Regions from separate parts of the Mus musculus genome. Here region 1 is linked to region 2. A link is a contact called in public HiChIP or PLAC-seq data. All regions are on one chromosome and are shown on one strand. The core of a region is the stretch at or near the end of the contact, and the rest is flanking DNA. Distances in the headings are between cores, read along the strand shown. Region 1 overlaps Zmynd12 (zinc finger, MYND domain containing 12). Region 2 overlaps Ccdc30 (coiled-coil domain containing 30).

Evidence for each region. HiChIP or PLAC-seq counts read pairs in DNA pulled down with a chosen protein or histone mark.
Region 1: a contact with region 2 is called in an H3K27ac HiChIP or PLAC-seq map of embryonic stem cells, with 7 read pairs. The contact joins two enhancer-like sites. A contact is called at or near these places in 36 of 484 Hi-C or Micro-C datasets (the AML12 cell line, ECoMG myeloid progenitors, the G1E-ER4 cell line and 12 more), 1 of 115 datasets of contacts at active chromatin or transcription factors (embryonic stem cells) and 2 of 9 other capture datasets (adipose tissue and pancreatic islet).

The regions. Positions count from the first base shown.
Region 1 is chr4:119,440,824-119,443,893 of GRCm38.p6, reverse strand. It overlaps Zmynd12 (zinc finger, MYND domain containing 12), which reads right to left. Exons shown (of 8, transcript NM_001014900.2): 4 at 1,976-2,145. Among named protein-coding and RNA genes, the nearest start is that of Zmynd12, 20 kb to the right of the region's middle. Within about 2 kb of position 1,258, at least 30 of the 459 cell types and tissues checked have an H3K27ac peak or open chromatin away from gene starts, as enhancers often do. A contact at or near this core is called in embryonic stem cells, where this site is marked.
Region 2 is chr4:119,401,964-119,405,321 of GRCm38.p6, reverse strand. Ccdc30 (coiled-coil domain containing 30) reads left to right here. Exons shown (of 15, transcript NM_029286.2): 2 at 1,058-1,248. The coding sequence starts at 1,084. Among named protein-coding and RNA genes, the nearest start is that of Ccdc30, 12 kb to the left of the region's middle. Within about 2 kb of position 1,776, at least 3 of the 459 cell types and tissues checked have an H3K27ac peak or open chromatin away from gene starts, as enhancers often do. A contact at or near this core is called in embryonic stem cells, where this site is marked.

The sequences.
Region 1 (3,070 bases), core at 9-2,508, 39 kb before region 2:
GGAAAGAAAGAGAAGGAAGGAGGGAGGGAGGGAGGGAGGGAGGGAGGGAGGGAGGGAGGGAGGGAGGGAGGGAGGGAGATCGATCTATGTAGACAGAGACCAGCTGCCTGGGGTTGGGATTTGAGTGGAAATGACTGCAAATGGAAATGAGGGGCTTCTCTGAGTGATGGAAATGTGCTCCTGGTTGTGTAGCTCTGTACTAAAACTTACATGAAAATGAGTGATTTTGTAATTTGTATCAGTGAAGTGTGTGTTAAAGAAGGGGGAAGACATGTAGGTGTGATAGGGAATATCTGTAATTCCAGCACTCAGGAGCTGAAGCAGGATGATGCTGAGTTCAAGATCAACCTGGAATATAATAAGACCTTGTCTCAAAAAGGGTATCTCGAGACAGTGTGGCATGCACCTTTAATCTCAGCACGTGGAAGGCAGAAGCAGGCGGATTTCCATGAGTTTGAGGTCAGCTAGGATACATAGTGAGACCCTGTTCAAAAAGAAAGCAAACAACAAGTGTGTGTGTGTGTGTGTGTGTGTGTGTGTACACTCAGGAAACATGGTTTTGAGGTTTTGATCTAATTCCTAATTGTGTGATCAGCACAAGACAGAATATGCCTGCCTCTACTTAATTAACTGAAGGATGTGGGGGGTAGAGGCAAACATAAATGAAGAAAACTTGCCAGGCATGGTGGCACACACCTTTAAGCCTAGCATCCAGGAGGCAGAGGCAGGCAGATCTCTGAGTTCAAGGCCAACCTGGTCAACGTATCAAATTCCAGGACAGCCTTAACTATATAATAAGACCCTCTCTCTTTAAAAAAAAAAAAAAAAAAGTCTTGGTTAAGGGCTTGGACAAAAACAGATGACATAGGGCTGCCTGAAGTCACTTAATGGAAGAGTAACTGGAGATATGGAAGTCACAAAAGCAAGAGGGCCAACAGAGCACCAAGAACAGCAATGGCACCCCTGTACCTCAGAAAACCAGAGGAGATGGCATGGGTAATGGAGACCAGCCAGAGCTGGAGCTAGGGCCACTAGACAGGAGCTGTATCCAGAAAGGAAAGCTGACTGCTCCACCAGACCCACCCCCTCCCCCACTGTAACTCCACCCTCCTGCTGTGCCTCCCACTCTTCAGTCCCTAGCAACACTCTTCAGTCCCTAGCAAAGCCAGACAGTGATGGTGCGATGGCGTCCAGGACAGCCACAGAGGGCAGCCTTCCAGGGCAGAGAGCTGCACACAAGATGGCCTTGAGGAACGGGGAAGAGTCTAAGGCGAGCACAGAGGCAGGCAGCCAGAGGGAGGGAAGGCTGCCTGGAGGAAAGGTGAGCGTAGAGCGTAGAAAGGGCCCATGGGAGTGCAATATGACCCAGCCTAATCCGGGTCAGGGACAGGAACTCTATCTGGTACTATTTTCCAGCCCCAAAATTTGACTAGGAACTCCTGAACTGGAGAAAAACAGCTCATCTGACTCCCGTATCTCACATTTGTACGGGTTTATAGATTGTAAGTGCTTTCCTATAGATCTGGCTCATTTAAATTTAATAACTACACTCTGAAGAAGAAACGTTAATATTATTTTAACAAATAGCCACAAAGTCCAGTGTGTACAAACATCTATTATTAATCTCTGCAATGTGCTGATGTGGTTGGGACCGGTTTATGATTTGTGTCTTAACATGTGATGAGAAAGGTTAAATAATTTGTCACAGAACTAGCATTGCTGGAAGCAGAAGCACAACCCTTCTTCCCTTAGCACTGTGCAGTTCTGTCTCTCCAGATTAGCCTCAGACATCTGGGTGGGGAAGGTGGGGTGGGGCCTGGCCACATTTGCATAGCTAGGAAGTAGAAAGGCTGAGTTCTTGCTGCTGCTCCCAAAATGGCCAGCATAAGCAGTGTTAGAGAAACACTCAGCCAAGAGAAACACTAAGCAGAGCCGTTCTTGGAAATACCCAGGTATTTTAAGTGAGCTTGCTCACATCATTAGCCAGATGGTACCGGGCTTCATCGAGGTTTTTCTTGGCTATGTAGAGAAGGCCCAGGTTCCGATGCAGTAAAGAGTGGGTGGCGTTACTACAGTCAGTTGACTTGAGGACTGTCCATTGGGCTTGGGATAGATATTCTTCAGCCTGCACTATCCGGCCCAGACCTGCCAAAAGTCAGTTGTAAAAGAGGTATAAGCCAGGTATGGTGGTGCACGCCTTTAATTCCAGCACTCGGGAAGCAGAGGCAGGAGGATTTCCTGGAGTTCCAGTACAGCTCAGGCTCTGTAGAGATACCCTATCTCAAAAACCCATAAATAAATAAATAAATAAATAAATAAATAAATAAATTATAATTCATATTTTAACTAAAGAGTATATAATGACATATGGGTTATCATACATTGGTTTATTCATTGATACAAATTTTTATTAGTGCCCAAAGTTGCTCGTGAACGTTCATAGCAATCCATCCTTAACTGATGCTCATGAGTGAACTGTGATTAGTCATAAAAAGAATATTGCCTGTATATATGCTACAGAGAGGACAGCTTGAAAACAGCATGCTATGTGAAGCCAGACCCCCAAAGCCACATATTGTCAGACTCCATTTATGTGAAATGTCCAGAACAGGCACACATAGAGAGAAGGGACTTAGTAGTGGTGGGGGCGTATCAGAGAGAGGAAGAGGTGAGGGTGTTTAACAAAGGGCAACGACGAACAACTATATGGAGTTTTAAAGCTGGGGGAGCGTTCTGGAATTGAATAGTGGTGAGTATACAACCTTTTGAATATATAACCTTCTGAATATATTACATTGTACCTTAAAAGGATGAACTTATAGATTGTGAATTCTCTCTTTCTACAGATATATACAATGCAGAGAGAGCAGGGAAGAGAGAGATACACTGGGATGTTAACTTTTATTGATGTATTTATTTGGGTAGCTTTTTGTTTTGCTTTGCTTTAGACAGAGTCTCTGTAGCTCTGGTCTTGACCTCTATGTCTACCAGAATGACCTTGAACTCACAGGGATCCTCCTGCCTCTGGCTCCTCCGTGCTGGGAAATAAGGGTGTGCGCCATCAGGCTAG
Region 2 (3,358 bases), core at 527-3,026:
CAGCGCAGTTCTAGTTTTTTTTGGGGGGAGGGGGCACGAGTACAAAAAGGGGCAATGAAGAATGAGCGAGAGAAGGTCAGGGGGCTCTGCTTTTTATTTGGGCTGTAATGTAACTGCACATACTGCTGTGCACTGCCTGCGCTTGTTTTTGTTTCTTAAGGAAGAGTTTTATGTAGCCGTAGATGGCCTCAAGCTTATTTTGTAGCTGAAGTGGACCTTGAACTCCTATTCTCTCTCACTCTCTGACATGCTAGCACTACACAGGTATGCCACTATGCCCAGTTATTCCTAGTCTGATAGGTAAGGTGTAGCCCATTAAAGGCATTATTGGGTGATAACATGGTGGTATCCTAGATACTAAGTCTGACAGAGTTGTGACATAGTGTTTAACAGAAACCAGCATAGGTGAGGGTGGGCAGGTGAATGTATGGCGGTTGCCATGGCAACAGACACAATGGTTCTTTCTGGTTGCTTAGGAGTGACATCACCATCATTGCTGGAAAACAGAACTCGGGGCCTCTGGATGAGCAGCATTGAGCTATCTCACCAGCCCAGTTTCCTTCTGGGTTGTTTTTTTTGTTTTGTTTTGTTTTTTTGTTTGTTTGTTTGAATACACTGTTGCTATCTTCAGACACACGAGAAGGGGGCATCAGATCCCCATTACAGATGGCTGTGAGCCACTATGTGGGTGCTGGGAATTGAACTCAGGACCTCTGGAAGAGCAGTCAGTGCTCTTAACCACTGAGCCATCTCTCCAGCCCTCCTCCTCTTTTAAAACATGTTCTCACTATGTAACCCTGCCTAGTCTCAAACTCATGATTCTGCTGCCTCTACTCCTCAAATGCTGGGGTTGGCATGTGCTACCATGTCCACCACTCTTATGTTATTGTTCCTGAAAGTTTCCAAACACCCTGAAGGGATGGGGAGAGGAGGAGAATGTCAACGTTATTTTTTATTAATTATTAAGCTCCAAGTAGAAATTTTCTTGGTGTTTTATACAACAATAGTTATTTGCCTACAATTATTTTTATACTTTTCTGTTATTTCTTCCCAACAGAAGCCCAAACAAGGGAAGCCAACCAAATGTGTCAAGAAGGCTTGTTCAGACTAGCTCTGAGCAGCCCCAGGAAACAGACTGCATGCTCACTGGGAGAGAGGAGGACGCTGGCAGAGGCCCTGGGACTTGTGGACTCTACGCTGGAGTCTCGAAGAGATCCAAACAGCAGCCTACAAAAAGAATTTCCCCAGGTATTCTAGAATTAACTAGATGACTTAGTGAAAAAGCAGGCCTCCTGAGACCTCATCATTCATCTAGTCAGCCATTCACATAAGTATCAGGAAGCGCATTTACATGCTTCAGAATAAGGCTTTGTATTTGGATGGCCTTCCTCTGCCAGCTGTAAGCATTTGAACATGCCAGTGACCAGCCTTGGATAGGAGAGGGCTTTTGAGAGAAGGGCTATTTGAGAGTGGTGAAACAAAAGACTGGAAGTCAAATTGTGGGTTACAAGCCGGTGTCCTATGTTCTGCTCCAGAGAGCTTTCCAGACTGCTTTCTGTATGTTCCATTGAGCTCAAGACTACTTTCTCCTGCTATTCTAAAAATTCTCCAGATAGCTTGCAAACCAAAAAAGCCCAGTCTTTTATTTTACATATCAATTCAGTCATTACCCCCAGTTCCCTTTTAATTATCCCATGAATCAGCATCCCTTGACCCCAGCCCCTTGATTCTTAGAAAAAGACTGCAAGCACAGCAGAGACAATAAGATAGCTGAATGGGACCCCATTCACTCTGAAATTACCATTCTGACCATACCCGGACCTAAATCCTTCTGACAAGCTGGCTCAAAGTACAGCTGCCTCTGTTCCTTAAAATTTGTGAAGCTCCACATACAATTCATATTACATCCTTATATTTTGCACAGTTGAGAAATTATATATTTTTGAACTCATGTTTTCAGGGTTCATTCCCACAGCCTTAAGGGCTGTCCTGAAGGTCTCAGCATTCTATAATTGATTTACTGAGACATAGACACGCCCTTGATTCCGGGACTCATGCTCCTGACTTCAGTGGGTATTATCCATCCCAGAAGGAAGGCTCAGAGAAGTACCATCTGCAGCAGAGGAGCAGGGGTGGGGGTGGGGCAGCACATCTTGGTGGACCAGGAAGCAAAGAACTAGATATGAGCAGCTATGTCTTCTCAGTCTGTTTACTATTGGCCATGCCCCAAAGGTTCTAAAGCCTCTCATGACAGCACCTAAGCTGGGGAGCAGGTTTTCAGATACCTGAGCATGGGGGGTTGGGGTGGATAGGGGAGCATTTTACAATTAAACCATATGGTGTGCAAGTGTGTGTTGGTGAGAAGTAGAATAAGCTGAAATTATTGTATCCCTCTATTGCATAATTATTTTTAAAATCAGGCAACATGTGTGTGTGTGTGTGTTGCACACATATGGACAGGTTTGTGTGCGTGTAGAGGCCAGAGATCAGTGTTGGTGTCTTCCTTCCTCTCCACCTTTTGAGGCAGGGTCTCTCACTGAACCTGGAGCTCATTGACTTGGTTAGGCAACTGGTCAGTGTGCTGCAGGGGTGGCCTGTGCCCACTGCCAGGCCTGGTTTTAATGTAGGTGCTGAGGATCTGATTATGCTTGCACAGAAGGCAGGATCCTGCTTCTGTTTCTTGATTTTGTTAAGGTGAAATATGAGAAAATCTGGCAGCCTTTGCAAAGAGAACATCAGAATTACCAGGAGCCTGGGCAGCAGCCTAAAAAAATAAATAAATAAATACCTTAGTCAAGTAAAAATTAGATCCCTTTACCTAATTATTGTAGCTAACTATAAGTCAGCTTTTATTCAGTTTCTGTCTGAATATATTCAGATATCTTTGTTCCAGGGCTGGAGAGATGGCTCAGTAGTTAAGAGTACTGGCTGTTCTTCCAAAGGACCTGTGTTCAGTTCCCAGCACCCCCATGGTGGCTCACAACCACCTGTAACTCCAGTTCCAGGAGTTTCACTCCCCTCTTCTGGCCTCTGGGGGCGCTGCATGCATGTGATGACCATACATATATGCAGGCAAAACACCTATACACATAAAATAAAACTAAATATATATATATATATATATAGATTCATAATATAAGATGGATCAAATTATACATTAAAATATTACAAACATTATAATAAGTTGGGAAAGAGAAAAGGTCACATAAAGGTAGTCTTTATCAAATGGATCAAAATTTACAACAATGTGTGTTACATCTCCTAAAAAGTAAAATAAAATCACTGAAGCCTGGGCATGTAGCTCAGTGGACAAGTGCTTGCCCTGAATATGCAAAATGTGCTGGGTTTCATCCCCCCA